Linked DNA regions of Mus musculus: region 2 is linked to region 1. The links are chromatin contacts, called in public Hi-C maps. All regions are on one chromosome and are shown on one strand. The core of a region is the stretch at or near the end of the contact, and the rest is flanking DNA. Distances in the headings are between cores, read along the strand shown. Region 1 overlaps Gm34678 (a long non-coding RNA gene). Region 2 has its middle 97 kb from the start of Aard.

Region 1 (3,878 bases), core at 429-2,928:
CTTAGTGCCAGCCCAAGTCTGCTGTTCCCCTTGGGATACCCAGTAACCATTGTTGTGCCCTTGGCTGGACTGGAAGGAGTGAAGCTTTGACAGACCGCTGGATTAGATAGCATCTTCGGCTGGTGTTAGTCCATGAGCCTTCTGGAGATGGGTTTCAGTGAAACAGATCTCTTTATTGGGCTGAACAAGGGCTATATAAATCTAGGGGAGTGAATAGGGGTTTGGGTGGGTGAGTATATATTATTGGCTGGTGCCGAGGTGCTGGGAATGGTCCATTTGCACGAACAGGAAATCGGGGTGCTTGCTGGGCACGTCTTTACAAGGCAAGAAGAAGTTGAACCTTTAATCTGGCCACCAGGTAACCTGACTACCCCAGGGGTAGTGGAGGTGCAGGTTGTAAGGCTACATGTGCTGGGACATGCCGGCTGAGAGCAAGGAGGAAGCAGTCCTATTCCTGTTGGGTTTGGACACATACTGACCTCACTCTTGCTTTGGCCTGGCACCCCTGGTGGCACAGCGTTCTTCCTCCACATCTTAGTTTGGGTCTTAGTGCCATGAAGAATCACCATGTCTATGGCAACTTTTATAAAGGAAAACATTGCATTGAGGCTGGTTTACAGTTTCATCATGGCAGAAAACATCACAGCATGAAGACAGACATGGTGCTGGAGAAGGAGCTGAGAGTTCTACACCTGGATCCAAAGGCAACAGAAGGAGACTGGGCATAGTTTGAGCATAAGAGATCTCAAAGTCTGTCCCCATGATAGCACACCTCCTCCAACAAGGCCACACCTCCTCTAATAAGGCCACACCTCCTCCAACAAAGGCCACACCTCCTCTAATAAGGCCACACCTCCTCCAACAAGGCCACACCTCCTCTAATAAGGCCACACTTAATAGTGCCACTCCGTATGGGCATTTAAACACATGAGTCTATGAGGGCCATTTCTATTCAAACCACCACAAATGGTGCTCCTGGTAGGTCGACCATGCTCCAGTGGCTAGCCTCACACCAAGAGAATGAATTAAATAGATGGGCTATTTTTTTTTAATAAAAAGGAAAACAAAGAATTGAGAGGCATGGGGAGGTAGAGGTGGATCTAGGAGGAGTTAAGGGCAGGAGTTGGGGGCGAATATGGTCAAAATACATTGTATAAAATTCTCAAAGAATCAATAAAAATGTTTTTAATACAAATTGCAAAAAAGACCCCACCCCATAAACATGTATGCAACAAAAATTAAACAATAAAACCAAAATCTGCCCTTGATCTTGACTATTGGAACTGTTAGAATTTTGGGGTGTCAGGACTAGATATCATTTGAAGTTCAACAGAATTATAATATCTCACAAAAATGTAATAAAATTAAATTGTATAATATTAAAATAATTGTAATTACACAGTGTATACCAAAGACTCGTTTTTACATAATTTCCATTTTGTGCTGCTATGATAAAGGTACTTGCTACGGAGTCTGATAATTTGAGTTCAATTCCCAGGATTCTCTTGGTGGAAGAAGAAACTTACTCGTGCAAGCTGTTTGCTAATCTCAGTACCCACACATCGCTTGCGTTTTCATGTTCTCATCCAAGACCCCACAAAAAAAAAAAATAGGTGTTAAAAGAATTAATAAATTTCAAGCCAGTTGGTGGTGGCACACACACTTAATTCCAGCCCTTGTGAAGCAGAGCGAGGGTGATCTCTGAGTTCGAGGCCAGCCTGGTCTACAGAGTGAGTTTCAGGACAGACAGACAGTGCTACACAGGAAAACCTTGTCTCAAAAAAAAAAAAAAAACAACCCAAAAAATTAATAAATTTCAACTTTAATATTCAAATATCTTGTATCTTACATCTTGATGTTTGGTAGATGGCTTTTTGGATGGATTTGTAACCAAAGATTTATCATTAGATCTTTCATCCTTTGAGGTTCTTTCAACAATGCTGCCACATAAGGTTAGGTTTTATCTCCTTCAAAAATAAGAAATTACCTATCTGAACCTCACGGCATTTTTAGAGATACCTCATCTCCGCCCCTAGGGGGAGCTCCAGCCTCCCCTACGAATCGCCCTGTCACCATTCTCTTATTTGTAACTGTACATTCAAGACGAATTCAGAAGAATCTGCTAAGCGCAAATTTCAGAGTATATTTCTCGATGTATGGATCTTTTGACCCAACAGCCATCGCAAGACTTGTCCAAGGTTTCTGCTGTTTGGAATTATACCCACTAAAAGAGTCTCTGGTTGGATGTTGCCGTCCATATGAAGTGGACATGTTACTTAAGTTCTTAGCAGGTGCCAGGTGTAGTGATGGAGGCTTGGAATGGAGCAGCAGGCAAGTGATAGAAGTTGCATATTTCTTGACATATGCACGCTTGTGTGTTTTGCTAGCTCTGCCTTGGTCCATTGAAAGAAATCTTAAATAAAGGTCCAAACTTAGTAGGCTTGCTAAGCTTCCAGTTTCCTAGCAATGGAAGGTGTTCTAAGTCCTTACCGTTTTGGCAAGGATGGATACTTAAATATACATTGCCATTGGGGTTAGCTTGTATCGCGTATCTCCTGGCTCTCATACACCCTGGACAAAGCAAATTGGCTAGGGGGAGAGCATTTGTTCAGAAGAGCGCATCCTATGGGTTGGTGATATTGTGGTTTGTTCTAAGCTTTATTTAGCAGAGGCCTTAATCATCAACTTGGACCTATCATATTCACTCCCTTAGAGTTTTAACAGTGAGGTATTGTATTTGTTTGCCATAGCTGCTACACCAGGTATAAGAGACTATGTGGATTAAATAACAAATGTAATTTTCTTACAGCTCCAAGTGGTAAAAGTTTGACAACAAGATGTTAATAATGTTGGTGACTTCTGAAGCCTCTTCCCATGGCTTGCAGAGGGCCACCACCTCCCCAGGTCTTCACTTCCCTTTGTGTGCACCAATCATGTCAGATTTACACTCTTATTTTTTATAAGGACCATGTGTTAACTGAATCAACCCTTTAGAGACCCGGAGACCCTATCTGCAAACACAGCTACACTCTGAGGCACTGGGTTGAGGGCCTCAGCTTATGACCTTGCAGGAGTAACGATTCAGCCCATAGTAGACACAAAGAGAATGAGTCCCTTGGTGAAAAGTAGACATTGCCCTATATGAAGAGAGCGCCAAAAGAAGCGAGAGCTTTTATGAGTTGAAAATGATCAGGAGTGAATGTATAAGCCATGTTTTAAACCCATCTCAAACAGCCTTCTTTGAGTTAATACACATAAACTACTTGGTTTCCTGGCTTGGGCAAATCTATTGGCTAGAACCACAAAGGCACAAGCAACAGTAGGAAGTGTAGACAAGAGGGAGGTCAAACAGAAACACTTCTACAGACCAAAGGGTCAAATCATAATCAGACCTAGTTAAAAAACTCAACAGTAAGAAAACAAATCATTCCATTAAAAATGCAGAAAGTGGGCAGGAGAGATGGCTCAGTAATTAAGAGCGCTGGGTGCTCTTCTAAAGGATCAGATTTCTATTCCCAACTCCCACATGGCGGTTCACAACCTTAAGTAATTCCAGTTACAGAAGATCTGAAGCCCCCCCCCCCCTGGCTTCCTTGGGTACAAGGTACATCCACGATGCGTTTATATACACGCAGACAAAACACGCATACATAGAAGATAAGACACAAAACTTTATGGATGGACAAAGCATACGAAATGGCATTTATTCAGATGGCCAGCTGGCACATCACTAATCCTTAGGCAAAGGCAAATGAAGACAACCATAAGATATCACCCCGCAATGGTTAGAGAGGCTTTTATTTAAAAGATGAATGCTGGGCCCACTAGCTGATAGTAAAGGTGACTGCTTCCTACCCTAAGGACCTGAGTTCAAACTC
Region 2 (3,521 bases), core at 60-2,559, 230 kb after region 1:
CACTCCCATTTCCTGGCCCTGGCATTCCCCTGAACTGTGGCATATGATCTTCGAAAGACCAAGGGCCTCTCCTCCCATTGCTGGCCTACTAGGCCATCCTGTGCTACATATGCAACTAGAGACATAGTTCTGGGGGTGGGGGTACTGGTTAGTTCATATTGTTGATCCTCCTATAGGGTTGCAGACCCCTTTAGCTCCTTGGGTACTTTCTCTAGCTCCTTCATTAGGGGCCCTGTGTTCCACCCAAATAGATGACTGTGAACATCCACTTCTGTGTTTGCCAGGCACTGGCATAGCCTCACAAGAGACAGCTATATCAGGGTCCTGTCAGCAAAATCTTGCTGGCATATGCACTAGTGTCTGGGTTTGGTGGTTGTATATGTCTTTCCCATTTTCTTTGCTGATTTCTGCCAACATTTAATCACAAGAGGACACTAAATGCTGTTTTCATTCCTCGATGACTTCAGGCACATGTTTGCATGAAAGGATGCATTTCTGTTCCTTTCCTGCTTGCTCCAATAAAATAACCTGAAGAAGGAGCTTAGGGAAGGACGTGTTTGCTTGGCTCACGATTCCAGGTCATGCTCTATCATGATAGTTAAGTCAGGAGCAGCAGGAACTCAGGACAGCTGCTCACCCTGTATTCATAGTAAAGAAGAGCGACAGATGAAGATCATTTCTCCTTTTTATTCAGCTGGGGATCCGGGCCACAGGAATGGTGTTGCCTACATTCAGAGGGGGTCTCCCAAGCTCAGTTGACCTACTCAAGACAATAACTCATGGCATGTCCAGAGATTGATTCTATCTTGAAAGTCCCTCACAAGTGTGCCCATAGGCTTGTCTTTTAGGTGACTTCAGATACGGACAAGTTGAATACCAATGTTAATGATCACAGGGTGGTTGCACTATCTGTTTACTGTTTGTATTTCATTTTTTTTCTCTTCCATGAGCTTGGGACCAAAATTAGACATAACAATAATCTTATCATTCTGCACAGGGAGCTGGTACAAAGTGTGTTCCGTTAACTAAAAGATTAAAAAACATGATGAAGTATGTACAGTTGTTTGCTGGGATAAAGTGTTAGAAGACTATTTTAGACACAGAGAGCACCATAAACTAAGATACTGAGTGAGAAGACTCGCTTGAAGAACTGCAGTTAGTATGGTTGAAATGTTAAGGACACAGCTGGGCAGAACACAGCAGATAAGGCCCAGGAAGTGGGTCCAGCTGCTTGAGATGTGGGCACACACACACTTTCAGGTTTTGTCCAGCAGGCTAAGGTTTCAGTCACTTACAAAGGCCAGGCAGTAAGACTAGTACCACGTACAAGGTGATTGAAGACAATTGTTAGTCGTCTTTGTGCAAGAGGGCAGTCCTAGGAGGAAGGGTTCTGGTGAACTGAAAAGAGCTTATTTAGAGCTAATTTCTGTAACTTAGCTTCTAACTATTGGGGAGCAGAAATATTTTCTAAATGTCTCATAAATTAGTCCTATACTTCCCTATAAATAAAACAAGATCATTTTGGTAGTCTATGTCCTCCAGTAAAAAGTGAATATAGTGATATACAACAAAGAATAATATATGCTAAGTAATAAATACTTCATGAAATTGCAAATCATAAAATTAGGGTAATATAAAATAATTGCATGGATAGGAGCAAAATGTCACATCATACATTATTATGGAGCTTCTTGAAATTTGACAACTTCTCATTAATGACTGAGTATAACATACACATATATACATTCATTCATCATACATACATACATACATATGTGCCTATGTGTGTTACTACTACACTAATGTGCAGTTACAGGGACTTAAGAACGTTACCATTCTGGGAAGCACACAGAAATTAATAGCAATTTTAATTCTTAGGAAAGGAATTTGTCAGAAAAACTATAAAGACCGGAAATTCATAGTTTAAAATGCGATCTTAGGAACAATAAGCTACAGGGTTGTGGCTTTTACTGCAGTGTGCTTTTGAGACTCTAGTTACACAGGTTTTTATCAGGCTTCGTTTAAAAGGAGAAAGGGGTTCATTAGCCAATTAGCTGGGGACATGGTTGGGTTAAACAAAATTAACCTTTAAAAAAAAAAAAACCAAACCCAACCAAACCAAAAAATAAAAAAACTCTAAAACTTTTCTCAGGATTTGTGCACATTGTGTGCCTTCCAAACTGGTTCTAGTAATTAGCATTTTCAAAGTTATTCTTAGAATTATGAACACAGACTTTTATTAATGAGTTTGTCAAATGATTAATGTTTCCTGTCTACATATTGGGTAGATGATTTTTTTTTTGCAGAGCTAAACATGTTACAAAATGTGTTTTGAGTGAATGAATGAATGAATGAATGAATGAACTGCTCCTCTTCTCCAGCCAGCCAAAGAACAGGCAGCAGAAGCCCAAATATCTGGTTCCATTAACATTCCTCTGGCCCATGCTTTTCTATGATACAGGGTTGGCTGGTGTTGTATCCCTAGGCACATAATCTGCTTTTTCCTGAGGAGCCCCCAACTCTTATGATTACTTCTAATATGGCAGTAGTACCACTCTACATCTGCCTGACCTTCTGGTGTCTTTGCAGCTAATCTTATTTCAGTGGTAGATGCTTCTGTGCTGCCAACCCGAGGGACGCTCTTCTTGGGAAGAGACAATGGAAGAATGGCCTCAGAATTGAGACTACAGAGAGAACACCTGGCCATCTGCAGTTGCCTGTTTCTATGAAAGAGCTCGTTAGACTGTATTCCTCATCTCCTCAGGACTATGGCGCACTTCAGCTCATAGCACTGGAGTTGCGCTTCCGAGTTATGAAGGCAGGGCAGGAGGGAGATGCAGGTGATGGGAGATATGAGAAGTGTGTACCCTCACAGCAGAGCACGAAGTGCTCACTCAGTGAATCTTGCTGATTGTAATCTCCTGGCTGACATTTGTGGGCTTCAGTTATAATTAAGTTCCATATATTTTATTGGTATTAGTGACCTGTCAGCATTTTGGGGATCTAAGTACTAAGCATGGAATGTAATAACACTATTTATCTTCCATATGGGTACATTTCAGTGTGATGGATAAAGATAAGTCAAGAGCGCCCACACAATTTCATGAAACTTCCATTTGTTTTTGCTTTTAAGAAAGTACAGAGAAGGGTTTTTTTTTTTTTCCTTCCCTCATTGTGCTCAGCAGCAGCAGCAACAGCAAAGAAAAATGCTTAATGGAAAGCAAGTATGCCCTTAAGAAATTCTCGTGTAAGAGCTTTTATATCAATGCTGAAAGTAATCCCACACTCCCAGAAATTGACCTTCCTCTGCCTGTACATGCAATCCTCTCATAGGGAGGAACCAGGTTTGTTAACCTCCCTTCACTTTATAGTGATTCACTGTGCTCTGGAGGACAGCGTGCTCAGATGAAGCCCCTGGAGTGTGGTTCCAGTTCCCCCTAAGCGTGCAGTCTTAGACAAGTCAATTCATTCCTCTGGTTGTTTGTTCAATTGCCTGAAGAACAGGGAGAAAATGGAGAAAA

Evidence for each region. Hi-C and Micro-C count contacts between places; a contact is called where the count stands out from the background.
Region 2: a contact with region 1 is called in a Hi-C map of the G1E-ER4 cell line, with 4 times the contacts expected there. The contact joins two enhancer-like sites. A contact is called at or near these places in 1 of 15 datasets of contacts at CTCF or cohesin (the NIH/3T3 cell line), 10 of 484 Hi-C or Micro-C datasets (the G1E-ER4 cell line, the STO cell line, colorectal tumor organoids and 5 more) and 1 of 9 other capture datasets (embryonic stem cells).

Annotation. Positions count from the first base shown.
Region 1 is chr15:51,909,878-51,913,755 of GRCm38.p6, forward strand. All of the region lies in intron 1 of Gm34678 (a long non-coding RNA gene), which reads right to left. Among named protein-coding and RNA genes, the nearest start is that of Gm34678, 6.6 kb to the right of the region's middle. Within about 2 kb of position 1,679, at least 1 of the 459 cell types and tissues checked has an H3K27ac peak or open chromatin away from gene starts, as enhancers often do. A contact at or near this core is called in the G1E-ER4 cell line, where this site is marked.
Region 2 is chr15:52,135,757-52,139,277 of GRCm38.p6, forward strand. No RefSeq gene overlaps it. Among named protein-coding and RNA genes, the nearest start is that of Aard, 97 kb to the left of the region's middle. Within about 2 kb of position 1,310, at least 1 of the 459 cell types and tissues checked has an H3K27ac peak or open chromatin away from gene starts, as enhancers often do. A contact at or near this core is called in the G1E-ER4 cell line, where this site is marked.